Linked DNA regions of Capra hircus: region 2 is linked to region 1. A link is a contact called in public Hi-C data. All regions are on one chromosome and are shown on one strand. The core of a region is the stretch at or near the end of the contact, and the rest is flanking DNA. Distances in the headings are between cores, read along the strand shown.

Region 1 (7,724 bases), core at 2,916-5,415:
TCTTTTCCACAGAAGGAGAAGGTTCCACTTCTAACCACAGTCCTAATTTTTTGTGGTAATTTCTTTACTTTTCCTTGTGGATTTACCACATATCTTTGCCTCCCTACATAACATAGATTGTTTTTCCTAGTTTGGAACTTTTATAAGTGAAATTATATTGGTTTATTTATTTGTTTCTGATCCATTTTTATGCCTCTTGTGCTCAGTATGATGTTTTTAAGAGTCACCTGTATTACATGGACTATAATTTATTTTCACTGCTGTGACATTCTATGGAATAAGTAGTACACAAGTGATATACCCGTGCTATCATGGATAAACATTCAGATCATTTCCTGTTTGGGGTTTGAAGAACAACGCTGGAAAGGGCATTTGAGTACATATGTCCTGGTACCTAGCCAGGAGTTAATTGCTAGAAGCAAGGTTACTCATGACTTTAGATCTCAGCCAACATAGTTCACACACTCTAAAAGTGTTTGGACTCTCCTGCTTTTTTTGAAATATCTTTGAAAAATGTGTTTCATACGGCTGGTAGCTTAAAAAGATTCTAAGTCGGCTTTCATGAAAGCTGCTATTGGGCTGTTTGAAATGGGGAGACAAGTGCCACTTGCCAGAAAAAGCACTTCAAAGAATTTAACATCTGCTCAGCGCCTCTCAGCTCTCAGCTCTGTTTGACAACAGTGCAAACATCACCATTCATACATCTTCCACACACCTTCCATGGGAACAGTTGTTACCTGTGATAGCAGTTACGCTTTCACAAACAGTATTTCAAGTAATCCTTATAAAATCCTGAGAGGTAGGTGCTCTTAACTGTGTATTTTAGAGATGAGGCAACTGAGAGCCAGAGTTATAGCTGTTTGGAGTGTCCAGTAAATTCCAGTGCAGGGGCTGTAGCTCAGGTTATTTCTTTTCATCACACCTTAGCATGGGAATCTGAGAGTGCACGTTGGAGAGAAAATTTTGTTGTAAAGAACTCACTGTAACTAGATCCACTGAGCACTGCATACTCCATAGGCAAAGCATACGTCCTACTTCTTCATTTGGGATTGGATCATGTAGCTTATTTTGATCAACATGATTAAAGGTTTATAAAGCACTTGAATAAGGGAATTCCCTGGCAGTCCAGTGGTTAAGACTCCATGCTTCCATTGTCAGGGGGCTCAGATTTCATTCCTGGTCAGGAAACTAAGATCCCGCATGCTGCCTGGCGCAGCCGAAAGTAAATTAACTGAGCTTATGTTTTTAAAAAGTGCAGTATATATGTATACTGCATATATGTATGTATACTGTATATATGTATGAACGTGGTGTTAGTCACTTAGTTGTGTCTGACTCTTTGCAATCTGATAGGCTATAGCCCACCAGGCTCCTCTGTTCATGGAATTCTCCAGGCAAGAATATTGGAATGGGTTGCCATTCCCTTCTCCAGGGAATTTCCGCAACCCATGGATCTAACCTGGGTCTTCTGAGTTGCAGGCAGATTTTTTTACCATCTCAGCCACCAGGGAAGCCCCCACATATATGTATACACACATATATATCATATATACAGATATACATTACATATATATATATCTGTAGGATGTTTGGACTCCAAAGCCAAAAAATATTAACTAGCTTTACAGAAAAGTTTTGCCCAATTCACCCCCTGGCTCTGGGGAAGAGGGTTCACTTTCCCTAGACAAAAGAGAAGCTAACATACTTGGAGATCTGCCATCAAGGAGGAAAGCAGGGGGTGGCAGGGTGTTGAATTTCAGTAGCAACCAGTAGTATGTCAACCAGGGAACCACAGCCCCCATTCTACCTGTCCCTATTATCACGGCCCAGGACTTGTCTGAGGCTCAGGACAAAGACAGTATCAATCAAACACAATGAAAATATCACCACAGAAAATGAAGTAGGTTGGGGCAAGGGACTGGTTTTCAACCATTCACCAGACTTGAAAGGCTGGATAAAGTTATTCTCTTGATACCTCTTTTGTCATCTTTTGAAGAGCCCAGGAATGATATAAATTGTCCTTTATTCAGCCATTCATTTATTCAACGAGTATTTATTAAGGACCTCCTGGGAACTGTATTCATTTGCTAGGGCTGCTGCCATCACAAAGTAACCACCAACCGAGGTAGCTTATCTGACAGAAGTAGATTGTCTCACAGTTTTGAAGGCTAGATGTTTGAAGTCAAGGTGTCAGCAGGGCTGGTTCCTCCTGGAGGCTCTGAGGGAAGGTCTGTCCCATGACCTTATCCCACCTTCTGCTGGTTTGTCTTTTTTTGTTGTTGTTGTTGTGCCAGGTCTTAGTTGCAACACTCTGCATCTGATTCCATCAGGACCTTTTACTGCATGTGAAATCTTAGTTGCGATATGCAGATCTAGCTCCCTGACCGGTGATCAAACCCGGATGAGAAGCTCCAAGTCTTAGCTACTGGACCACGAGGGAAGTCCCTGCCTGCATCTGTAGTGCTCCCTGGCTTGTGGACAGGGTCTCCCCAATGGCTCAGCGGTAAAGAATCTGCCTGCAATGCAGGAGACACAGGAGATTTGGGTTCAATCCCGGTCAGGAAGATTCCCCGGGAGAAGGAAACGGCAACCCACTCCAGTATTCTTGCCTGGAAAATGCCATAGACAGAGGAGCCTGGCGGGCTACAGTCCATGGGGTCCCAAATAATTCTCCCTGTTCAGTCAATTGCTGTGGTCTAAAAGTCATCTTCTAGATATCCCTGGTGGTCCCTCTACGCTTCCACTGCCAGGGTCGAGGGCTGGATCCCTGATCAGGGAACTAAGATCTCACATGGCTTGGCTCAGCCAGAAGATTAAAAAATGAAAAAAAAAAAAAATTATAGTTAAGTTTAATTTTTAAAAAAAGTCACCTTCTGCCTCATCCCATGCCTACAGAGCAAATTCAGGAAAACACAGTGGTTCCTGGCCACTGGATTTGGATCCAACCTCCCTGGCCTTGGCATCTAGACCTCGTCGCTCCCAATCTACCTTACTCTGTTCAAAGGACACAACCTCCCATGTCATTTCCTCCCTTCTACTTTAGTCAAGACAGTGTCTGGAATCATTTACACTGTCATGCTTACCGCCAAGATTTTGCCTAGGCTATTTCTATAGCTTAACCCCACCTGGTCTTTCCGAGTGTGAATTCATCAAGGACAGGGGCTGAATTATATTCACCTTTTAATCTCCAGGATCCACCACAACGTATATATAAAAAAGATAACACGTTTTCCACAAACATCTATGGAATCAAGCTGATGAACTGACACTGGGGACTTCCAAAACATTTATAACTTTTCTGACACAAAAGCACACTTACTTCTATGCAGATTTGTTTCTTCTTTCCTGGTTTCTATTCAGCATATCTTCCTGACAATTAATTTCCTGACTGGGATTCCTGACTAGGAACTTTAAGTGGGTGAGAATAAGTGCTCTTCATTTTTTAAACACTCATTTTCAACCTGGGCACACAGGAGGCACTAAAATGTGACTTTTTTTCTTTTTTAAATTTATTTGGCTGCGCCTGGTCTTAGTTGTGGTATGTAGGCTCTAGTTCTCCGACTAGAGGTCGAACCTGGGGCTCTTGCACTGAGAGTGTGAAATCTTAGCCATTGGTCCAACAGGGAAGTCCTGCAAATGTGTCCTTAGTGAGTCCTTAAGTCTTTCAGAATATAAGAACTGATCGCGGGTGGGGAAGGGTGGGGTGGGGTGGGGTGGGAAGATTCCCTGGCGGCCCAGTGGTTAGAACTTCCTGTTTCCACTGCAGGGTACCTGGGTTTGATCCCTGGTGGAGGAAGATCCCGCAAGCCCCGCGGCGGGGCTGAGAAAAAATTCTTGGGGACAAAGAAAACAGGGAAAATCCTCTTTCCCTCTAAAACTTTTCTTAAATATACATGCAAAAAATAATAAAACTTATTAAACATCGAAAATTATTAAGTTCCCGGTGATCACATTCTGGCCTTTACATTTCTGCAGCCGAGCATTTGGGACATCCCCTAAATTCAGCTTTTCATTCAAACACACTCATCTTTGTCGCTTTCTCCCACCTCCTTTCAGGCTTCGGAACACGATCCCGCCCACTTCCGGCAGAGGCGTACACAGCGCAGGCGCAACTCTTGGACCTTTTCACCGACCTCCGGGTCTAGTGCTGAAGTATACGCATGTGCAAGGGTGGGGGCGGGCCTGCTTAATTGGGCGGGAGAATATAGGTCCGCGGAACTCACGCGACTGTCTCCGCCCACCTAAGTAGGCAGGAGGAGCCGAGAGCCTCATCAAGGTTCAGGCAGCGCACGCGCACCGAGTGCTGGGACGCGGCAAGGTACAGGGGAGCCTTTACGCATGCTTATTTAAATAAGGCAAGGAGCTTCTCTGGTCAGCTCCTTAGCCCGCCTCCTTTCTCTTCTTTGTACCCGCCTCTGACTTTTAAAGGGCTAGAGCTCTTTTTCACCGCATTGCTTTTTTTTAAATTAAGCGTTTAGGTGGGCTTTCCTGATGGCTCAGTGGTAAAGAATCGTCCTGCCGATACCAGGAGAAACGAGTTACCTAAATTAATCAGTCATTTATTGAGAGCCTTCTGTGTGCTGGGCCCAACTTACATTTTCTTCTGTGTGCATTTTCCAATTTTTCCTTTGGAATACTTGTAAAAATTACATCATTATGTATGTTTTTGGTAATACCATTCCCTTGGAGGCAATTTTCAGAAATGGGAGGCAATGTGGTTTTCTGGGCAGGTCTTAGGTCAAAAGATCTAAGATTGAATCTTGGCTCAGCCACTTATTTGCTCTTTTACTCTGTCTGGGTATCATCCTTAACTTTTGTGAACTTAAGCATTTGCAGATTTTAAAAAGTGAGGTTAAAGCTACCTACCTCATAGGATGGTTGTGAAAACACGAGTACATTTTTTAAAAACTCAACAAAATGGGGAGGGAGGTGGGAGGGGGGGTTCATGTTTGGGAATGCATGTACACCCGTGGTGGATTCATGTCAATGTATGGCAAAACCAATACAGTATTGTAAAGTAAAATAAAGTAAAAAAAAAAAAAAAAACTCAACAAAGTACCAAGTACTGTGGCTCATACCAGCTATCTATTACATAAATAGTAGTTAAGTGGAATTAAGCCAGAAAATAGTTTTATAGTTACTGTAACATGGTTCCAGATGGTTCTTCAAGAGGATTTAACTAATTACCAGGATGGTTAGCAGTAGGTAAGGAGTCTTTTCCCCCACAATGTTATCAATATCACAGTCCATCATTTTTTACACATTTTTCTAGTCTAGACAGTATGTAATGGTATGGCAGGCTTATTTTAACATTCATTTCTTTAATTGCTAGGGAGGTTGCGGATTTTTCCTTGGGATGATTTATTAGCTGTATTTCTTTGCCTAACAAGTATTTTCAAACACCATAATTTCCACTGGCTTATCCTTGCAGACATTATGTTAAGTTCTGACAGAGCATTTTGCTGACCAACTGAAAAAAAAAAAAAAAGAGGGATAGGGAGCTGTGGTCAGTAAAAAGAAATTTTTCAAGGAGGGGGCAGAGCAAGAGATGAGAGCTCATCCCTGCACACAGCACTGTTCAGACCTTTCTCTGGTAAAGGAAATGTCCTGTATCTACACTGTTCCCTGGGGTAGCCAGTTGCCACATGTACTTACTGGATACTTGGAATGTGTCTAGTACAACTGAAGAATTTTTCTTTTTATAAAATTCTTTGGGACTTCTCTGGTGGTTCAGTGATTGACTCTGCATTTCCAATGCAGGAGGTGGCATGGGTTTTATCCCTGGATGGGGAACTAAGAACCCGCATGGTGGGGCGTGGCCAAAATAAAATAAAGTTCTTTGATGGCATAACTCTAGAGATTAAGAAAGAAGGAGAGAAAGGAGAATAAAAGAGCTGTCCTGCAGAGTCACTCAAAAGTGACCTCATATTATTTTGGGAAGGAAAACATCTCTTACTGAGGAGGCTGTAAAACATTTAGGGTCTTTTATGGTCTTCTGTCGTGACCTTAGGATTGATTTCCAGTACTACTATAGTGCAGATAAGTGGCCTAGTTGAGCACATCTGTATTTTAACAGCTTTGTTCCCCTACTGTGATAAATGGACCCAGAGGTGAACATTTGTAAAATATTTGAATTTTTTTCATTGTTCCACTTTCAAAAGTATTGCTCTTGTTAAATACAATGTTTAGTTTCTCTTGTAATACGTTTTGTTAACCTGTGTAAAAGGGATTAAATTTCATTATGGTTTTAAAAATGCTATTTTTATGTGAATTTAAATGCAGCCACATATTGTTTTTTAAAACCATATGGTTTACCACTAATTAAGTTGCCATAAACTCTCAAAAGTTAAAAAAAAAATGGCATCCTATATATCAAGGGACTCAGATTTAGACTTTTGGCGTTGTTTCCAAGAGAGACAGTCCCAGAGGATCAGTGGTAACAAGAATGGTGTGTTCAATTTGCAAAAGTCTATCAGGCTATACACTGATGATATTTCCATTTTTTCTATAGAATTATACTTCAGTAAAAATTTAAACAACATTTCTGCATTTTGTGTTACCCTCTTTGGGTATTTCTCTGATTTTTAATTTAGTAGAAGTCAAAAAAAAAAAAAAAAAAAAAGGCCTGTGACTTGCTCTGGACGTCTGAGAGCCCCTAGAGGGCGCTCATTCTGCACTGGAGACTTTAAAACATCTTTATTGAGAGAGAATGCACGCACTGTACAATTTACCCACTTAAAACGTGCGATTTGATGGTTCTCAGTATATTCAGAGTTATACATCCATTATCACAGTAAGTTTTAGAGTATTTTTATCACCATAAAAAAGCAAAAACTTTGCCCTTTAGCTATCACCTCCCTATCTTCCCATCCTCCCCTTCCCCAAGTAACCAGTAATCTAAATTCTTTCTGTCTTATAGTTTTGCCTATCCTGGACACCTCATATCGATGGAAACAACCTTTTGTGTCTGGCTTCTCTCAGCACAATGTTTTCAAGGTTCATTCTTGTTGTAGCCTGTGTCGGTACTTCATTCCTTTTTATGCCTGAATAATATTCCATTATTATTATGTATGGATAGATGACATTTTGTTCATCCATTCATCTTTTTTATTTTTTTTAAGCTGTGCAACTCAGCTTGTGCCTTAATTCCCCAATCAGAGCTCAAACCTAGGCCCTCTGCCATGGAAGCATGAAGTCATAACCTCTAGACTGCCAGAGAATTCCCCTATCCATTCATCTTGTGATGGTCATTTGAGTTGTCTCCAGGTGGGTCTTTCCTGCCACTTCTAGGAAGGTTTAGACCCAGATTATTCAGCTCCAGAAGGCCCCATTTGCATTTTATTTAGACAGTGCTCTCAGGAATGGACTACAGTGTGAATGTCCTGTCCTGGAGTTGACAACTCAGCAAGCATTGGACAAAAACTTGGGATTTCTTGCCAGGGTGGAGCATCCCGGCTTCCAGCCAAAGCTCTGTGGAAAGTATATCCCCCCAAGGGAATATTTATCTGTGGGTGTGGGGAGGAGTCCCTCTCGCCTCTAACTACACAGGAGAACTCCCTTCACCTCAAGCTGTAAACAAGGCCCTTAAGAGGACCCCAAGCTATTCAAGACTGACTACCTTTTTTTGTTTGTTTTGGCCATGCCACACGTAGCATGTGGGATCTTATTTCCCTCAATAGGGATGGTACATGTGCCCTCTGCAGCGGAAGCACGGAGTCTGAACC
Region 2 (7,724 bases), core at 2,373-4,872, 48 kb before region 1:
GAGAAAGGCAAGCTTCCCAGCCTGTGTTGAGGGAGAAGAGTGATCCACAACCCAGAGACAGCTTCTTGGAGCAAGAAATGAACCCAAGCCGGGACTTTTGCCCTCTGTCCTATGAGATACACAATCACACAGAGACCCAGAGAGGCACTCGGGCCCCAGCAGCTTCCCACTACCCTCAGAACACCTCCCTAACCTCCCCAGCACTCCAAGACCCGCCTCTCTGCCCCTCCTCACCCCCACTCTCAGGAGCTCCAGGTAGCCTTCTCTTTGAACCTGCCAAGCCCATGGCTTCCTCAGGGCCTGTGACGGGCTGAATGATGTTCCCCTCAAATTCCTATGTTGAAGACCTCTAACCCCAGTACCTTAAAATGTGGCTATATTTGGAGAGAGGACTTTTAAAGAGACAATTATGGTTAAATTAGGTCATAAGGGTGGGGCCCTAATGCGATAGGCTTGGTGTCCTTAGAAGCAGAGGAAGACTGGAGCGGAGTGCGTGCACACAGACAAAAGGCCCTGTGAGGATGCAGTGGCCATCTGCAAGCCAGGCGCGGTCTCAGGGTAAACCTGCCAGCACCGTGATCTTGAACTTCTAGCCTCCAGAACCGAGACAATACATTTCTGTTGGTTAGGTCCCCTAGTTTGTGATCTTTTGTCATGGCAGCCTGAGCAGACTAACGGGGTCTTCAAACTTGCCATTTTCTCTGCTCTGAGATCTTGGCTGGCCTGGCTTCTGGTCCAAATTCAAGTTTGTGGACCAACTGTCACCTCCTCCAAGAGGCCTTCCCTGACCCCCTTATCTGCAACAGCTAGACAGCCCCGCTCTGGATCACGTTACCCTGCTTCATTTTCTTCACGGTGCTCATCGCTATCTAAAATTATCATTCTTTCCTCATTTGTTTCTGAACCCCCTTCCCCACTTAAAAGAGCAGAGATACTGTCTGTTCATCTGTATCATGACACCTGGCTTAGAGCAGGTGCTCAACAAGCATGCTGAATAAACACAGAACACTCGCACACGTTTACACAGAGCTGCAGCTATCTATGTTAACCCACACAGACACAGAGCAACAACAGACTGTACTCGAAGTGCCTTGTTCCATCCCAGACACAGCTGCTCTCTGGGGGCCCCAGGCCCTAGGCTCATCTGCTCCTCTGTCTACAGCAGGCCCTCGCCCAGCCCTGGACTTCACTCATCCAGTCCACAAGCTGCCGGGACCCCGTGGTCAGAATCCAGCTCTGGGACCTCCCTAGTGGTCCCATGGCCGATTCCTCACTCCCAAAGCTGGGGGCTCCTGTTGGATCCTTGGTCGGGAAACCACATCCCACGTGGTACAGCTAAGAGTTTGCCTGCCGCAACTAAAGATGCCCCATGGCAAAACGAAGACTGAAGATCCCACCCAGGGCAGCCAAATAAATAAGAAGAACCCAGCGCTCCCCTGGCTCAGGGCTATCACTCCAAAGAGGGGCAGGGAGCCTGGCTGTCACCCCCTCTCCAGTGTGACAGGCAGTCTTTATTCTTCAAGGTCCCAGAGTGTGTCTCAGGCCTCTGCTGGCCTCCCTAGGCCTCCTCCAAGAGCTCAGTGATCAGAACATGAGGAGGTGGGAATCTGCTTTGCCAAATGCACCCTGGGATACCAGGGACTGGGACACAGGAAGCATCCATGTGGGAGAAGCAGTTAACCTTCATCTTTCCAGAACACTCTCTCGGGAGACAACTGGAGTGGGGGCCAAGGGGGGAGATGGGCTCCAAATGGAGGCACCTGAGGATCTGCTGGTTTGGGGGATGAGCTGATGGATTAGATGTTTTTCTTTCTTTCTTTAAATTGTTTTGGGCCGAGCCATGCAGCATGTGGGACCTTAGTTCCCTGACCAGGGATCAAATCCCTGTTCCCTTACATTGCATGCTCAGTCTTAACCACTGGACCCCAAGGAAGTCCCCCCTTTTTAAATTTATGTATTTATTCCGCTGCATCGGACCCTAGCTGTGGCATGTGGGATCTAGTTCCCTGACCAGGACTGAACCTGGGCCCCCTGCATTGGGAGTATGGCTTCTTTGTCAGGGAAGTTCCAAGAAGTCCCTTTTATTAAATTAAAAAAAATTTTTTTTAAATTTAGACTGTAACTAAAATCATCCTGCGACTTGCTTCCTTGTCTTGACTCCAGGCCTGTATCTACAGACCTGCCACCGACTTCTTAAACGTGGCACGACATTTCAGGATGTGTCTGCTCTGCCGTAGTCTACTCAGCCACCCCTGAACTGTCACTGTCATCCTTCATGTTGCCATACATGCCGTGGAAGTCCCCTGTGTCATGACGCCGATTCTCCATGGCAGCTACCAGGAAGTAAGCATGCAGGATGGCTGGCTCAGAGGGCACGTGTGTGGCTATTTCTCAAATTACCTTCCAAAACAGCAATTCCCAATTTACACACCCATGGGCAGTAGAGAGTACCGAGTTCCCCAAACCCTCACCAACACGGAATACCTAATTTTAAAATTTCTCCCAATCTTCTTCTGTGAAAATTGGTGTGTCATTGAGGTTTTCGTTTGCACTGTCCTAATAAGTGGATTTGAGTTGTCTTAAAACCGTCCAGCCTGGACATAAACATTTTAAGGGTAGGGACAGCATCTTACTCCTCTCTTCTCTTCTCAGCCCTTCAATGACTGTGTGTGTGCTTAGTCACTTGGTCCTGCCTGACTCTCTGCAACCCCATGAACTGTAGCCCACCAGGCTCCTCTGTCCATGGGATTTCCCAGGCAAGAGTACTGGAGTGGGGTGCCATTTCCTCCTCCAGGGGGTCTTCCCAGCCCAGGGCCTGAGCCCTCATCTCTTGTGTGTGCTGCACTGGCAGGCAGGTTCTCTACCACTGAGCCATCTGGGAAGCCCTTCAATAGTTCTGGGAAGGAAGGAAGGAAGGGAAGGCGAAGGAAGGAAGAGAAAGAAAGAAAGAAGAAAATAAATGAAAGAGACTTCCCTGGCAGCCTAGGGGTTAAGACTCCACACTTTCAATGCAGGGACTGCGGGTTTAATCCCTGGTCAGGAACTAAGATCCCACGTGCCACACGATACAGCCACAAAAAATGTCTGGTCATAAATTAGGTGTTTGGGCAACAGCCTGTGGATGCTTGAGTGGTTAGGAGGAGAAACAAGGTTTTAGGAGGCTTTTTATTCCTAGCACTAACAGCACCTGGTAAACAGTAGGTACTCAATAAATGCCGAAATGAAAAAAGTGATGTCCAGGAAGTGCAGCTAGTATAGATGCCACCAGGACAGACTGGACGGGAGGCTAATGCAGGTGCCAAGTGAGTTCACGGGACAGAATGGGACATCTGTCCACTTCCTGATTCCCAATCTCCCTTCCCCGTGTCCCTGCCCTGCCTGTCAGGGTCTCTGAGGAACCTTGGTTTCTGACCAAAAAAATAACTGGCCCCATCCTTAGACCTTCATCTTGAAGAGCAACCAACAAGTCTCTGCAAGCCCTTGGAGGCCTGGCAAGCCCCCGTTCTCTGTCCTACCTGCCAAAGGTGCCCAGAGAAATACTCGCTCCCTGTCCAGGAAGGGCTGGAGCCTGACACAGGCTCTCGGCAGCAAGCCTGGCTGAGCAGCAGCTTCTAATTTCACAGTTCACTGTGCCCACAGCCCAGCGCTGACAGACGCCACCAATAAACACAGCTCAGCGGCACTGGGAGAGGCTAAAAATGTCCTCTTTCCCAGCGTGCATTCGCCAGCCCCTCTGTCCATCTGCATACCCCAGGGCTCTGGACTGGTGCTCCGCACGTACGAATGTGTGTGTGTGTGTGTGTGTGTGTTTATATAACAGTTTTATTGTGCTGTTGTCAGACACCATACAATTCACCCATTTAAAGTATACAAGTCAGTGTACTCACAGAGTTGTGCAAACATGACCATAGTCAGTTTTAGGACATTTGTACCACTCCAGAAAGAGACCTTCACCCTTCAGCAGTCCATCTCTAGGGTCCGTTTTGCCCCAGAAACGAAGCCTGCAGGAGCTTGTGGCCTTTTAAATGAGCAGACAGTAGGTACGCCAGGAAGGCCGGCCCATTGCATAGCCTGAATGTAGTATGAACAGCATGTTCTGATATCAGGAGATTGTGCCTGGAGAGCTCGCTTCAGGACACCTCAGCATAAGATCCAGGCACCAGTCACTAGTCATCCCCTGGCACTCTCTGCCTTTGAGCTTCGGGTCATCTGGGCAGCTCAGGGAATGGCCTCTACACCAAGGCTCCCTCTCTCCTCTGCCACCCCACCCCTCTGTATCTTAGGAAAGGCCCTTACAAAAGCCCATTCGTTATGGGCACTGGTGGGCTGGCTTGCCAGAAAAGGCAACGTGATTTCTGATTCATTATTCATTCTATCCCGGAACTACTGCAGAGGACATCTGCTGTTTTGTCTGTCTGTTAATCACTCCCTGTTCTGCTTCTCCCCTTTGTCTTTCCTTGGGGAACTACCTCACCCCCAGTCAGTCTGGGTGGTGGAGCTAAGATAACTGGGCACACGACCCAGAGTTAGCCAATGGAGACGCTAAATCACTCCAGCACAGTGACTGGTTCAGGGATGAGCATGTGACCTGAGCCTGGCCAATTAGAAGTCTGTCTCAAGTACTGCCTCTGGACCAGTAGAGGAAAGATGCTCTTTCCTCTGGGATTGCTGATCCCTGTGGGGTGCTGGCCTGGGCTGCTGGGAGCCAGGGCAGGAGGTAGCAGGAAAGGAAAAAGGGAGGAGGAGGAGGAGGCCGGTTAAATTAACATTGTTTGAGCACTCTGGACTTCTGTGAACTGTTTATATGCTCCAATAAATACTCTTTCATGTTTACTCCTATCAGGTGGTTTTCCATCATTTGCAAAATCTGGAAGGGAAGTTGACTTACTTATGGCTCTAACTGAGCTAAGGAGCTACATCTCACATGGGAAACACCAGACACAAACCATGGGCGGCTCCATCCCATGATGCTGGCGTTCCCCCTACAAACCACCTCTCAAAGCCTGCTTCCCCCCTACACACCCCTAATCCAGGTCTTGGATGCAACTGGAAACAGGATAAAAGAGGTTCAATCAGACCAAAACTGGGCAGCAAGCCTCCAGGAAGTCTCTCTGGCTCAAGTTCAGCTGTCTCTCCAACACCAAGACGACCCCAATGAACTTCCTTCACTACAGAGCTTGGGTTCAGTTCATTTCTACACAGACTCTGGGGCATTCACTGGGTACCCACTGTGAGCTCCAGAGCTGGCTGTGGGACACTTCAGAGAAAGGCAGCCTTCGTCCCAAACTGGACCCCTGCCTCCTCCTCACTGTGTATTCTAGAACTGGTTTCTTAGCTATTCCCTAATAAGGGCCAAGTGTGAGGGGAAACCTCACAGGCATCTCCTGTGCCCACCCTCAGAAGAAAAATCAGCTCTGAGAAGGAGTGGGGGAGGATGGAGGCTAACTATTCAACAGATGTTGAGGACGAATCACAAGTTTTAATCACCCAACTTTGGTCCACCTGCCAGGCCTCCCTCTCCCACAAGTTGACCACAACTCCCGTAGTCATTCCAGAAAATAAGACATCCGTGCAGGCCCACCCCACTCATCCCACGGTCCCCACCACCAGCACATCCAGATCTGTGCCAAAGGCCAGACTGGGGAGGCAGGCCCGGGGGAGTGTGGTTCCTGAAGCACACTTGCCATGAATGGTCTTGAGTGCTCCCTAAAGGCTCCACGTGGGAGCTATCTTGGAGTCCCTACTCAGTGTCTGGTACTTAGAAGTTGCTCAATAAAAGTGTAATGCGGACTTCCTGGTGGTCCAGTGGTTAGGACTCCGCACTTCCACTGCAGGGGCCCAGGTTTGATCCCTGGTCAAGGAACTAAGATCCTGCATGCTTTGTGGCACAGCAAAATAAAATAAAATGTAAAATACTAAAATAAATGTGTAATAAATGGCAGGTCGGGGACAGATTGGACCACACACAAAGCTTTGCATTACCAGCTCAGTGATAGCCCTTCCTGTTGTCCCATCAGAGCACAAGCCCTAGGGAGGCCCCAGAGAAGGCCCCACTGAGGTATCAGGCAAGTGAGGTGGCTCTGGAATCCTACTGCCCCCTTTACTCCTCCTCCCTGTTTTCTGGGTGTGCTCCACACTTATAGAGACCTCGACTCACCTGTTCCCTTCTCTCAGGGAACCCCCCACCCACAGTTTGTCATACAAGAAAAAAGGGACAAGAGTAACTCTTATTCAAGTGTTAGTGACTGTTAAAGATGTAGCATGCCCCCAAACATTCTTAATATGAGTTCATCAGGAGGAGGAAACTCCCAACACCAAGCCCAGGGGAGCATGAAGGGAATTAGTAACAAGAAAGCTTGGCCCATTGCCCTGGGCCCATTTCCCAACTATGTACTACCCTGGGTCCCCTCCAACCATGCCCCAAAGCGTGAAAATACAATCACTAAAATTAAGGAAAACTACAAATGTTATTGATTTGGTAGGATTTTCGACTCCAGTGTTTCCCAAAGCATGGGGCATGTGCCACCAAGTTTTAGATGGTATATGCATGTAACACTAGATGATACTGAATCACGTGGTGAGAAGTCATCAGGCCTGTTCTTTCCATTCTCCTGATTAAGTCAGAGAGACAATACCAGGACATCTTTAATATACAAAATCCCCTGCTCTTGGGCTTCCCAGGTGACTCAGATGGTAAAGAATCTGCCTGCAATGCAGGAGTCCCAGGTTCAATCCCTGGATTGGGAAGATTCCCTGGAGAAGGGAATGGCAACCCACTCCGGTATTCTTGCCTGGAGAACGCCATGACAGAGGAGTCTGGTGGGCTGTAGTCCATGGGGTCACAAAGAGTTGGACACGACTGAGCAATTAACACATACATACATACATAGAGATCTGCTCATCTCCCTTTTATCACATGTACACACACGTAAGAGAGATAGCAAGCCTCAGGCTCAGAGCCTTCAGGAAGCAGGAATCATTGACTTCAATAAATTAGACAATGAAAATGAAATTCTATTTTTACACTATTTCCTCTTTCCTGCAATTGATGCTGGTTTTCCACATATGGTGGTAAAATAAAAGTTTCCTTTTAAAATAAATTCACATTTACTTAAAAATTAAAACAAAAAGAGGGTGGATTTAAATTGTGAAAAAACTATCATCCAGGTGATGCTGGACATGGTAAAGGATGAGTGCAGTTTGAGAAACACTGGTCTTTTCTAAAGGGCTACATGCTACAGGGCTGCATACCTAAGAACAGCAGTTTCCCCTGGTCCTTACCTCTCAGCTCTATGTTCAGGGTAAGGCTGGCGGGGCAGGGATATGCCATGAGTGACCACTGGCAGAGAAGTGAGAAGGTAGCAAATTATCCCGGGGTTTGGCAAACACCCCAATCTTAAATACACAGCTCCTGGCCATTCCTTACCAGCCTCCAGGAAGAAGGAAGTGAGGAGGGTCGAGAGGTTGTTACTTTTTGTTTCAGGGAAAACAGGGCCAAGAATGGTATGCAGGGGTTCAAATGGACACCCTCAAAAGGCATCAGACCCATGGGAAATGGGTCCTACAAGTGGCAAGTCGTGGGTCTTAATTCAGTCCTGATACTCTAATCTCTCTGTCCGGGACCTTCCACTTTTCTCACCAGAGTCCATTCAAGCTTCTGGTGACAGTAGCCTCACTTTCCTCCAAGGAACCATTCCTCTCCTGACACTCAGCTTTGCGGTGCT

Evidence for each region. A called contact is a pair of places that touch in the nucleus more often than the background predicts.
Region 2: a Hi-C map of blood shows a contact between it and region 1, with 1.9 times the contacts expected there. The contact joins two enhancer-like sites. A contact is called at or near these places in 3 of 5 Hi-C or Micro-C datasets (all in blood).

Annotation. Positions count from the first base shown.
Region 1 is chr17:17,645,237-17,652,960 of ARS1.2, reverse strand. No RefSeq gene overlaps it. Among named protein-coding and RNA genes, the nearest start is that of MORN3, 8.2 kb to the right of the region's middle. Within about 2 kb of position 4,165, at least 4 of the 5 cell types and tissues checked have an H3K27ac peak or open chromatin away from gene starts, as enhancers often do.
Region 2 is chr17:17,692,264-17,699,987 of ARS1.2, reverse strand. The region is part of intron 6 of TMEM120B (transmembrane protein 120B); the gene reads right to left. Among named protein-coding and RNA genes, the nearest start is that of TMEM120B, 33 kb to the right of the region's middle. Within about 2 kb of position 3,622, at least 2 of the 5 cell types and tissues checked have an H3K27ac peak or open chromatin away from gene starts, as enhancers often do.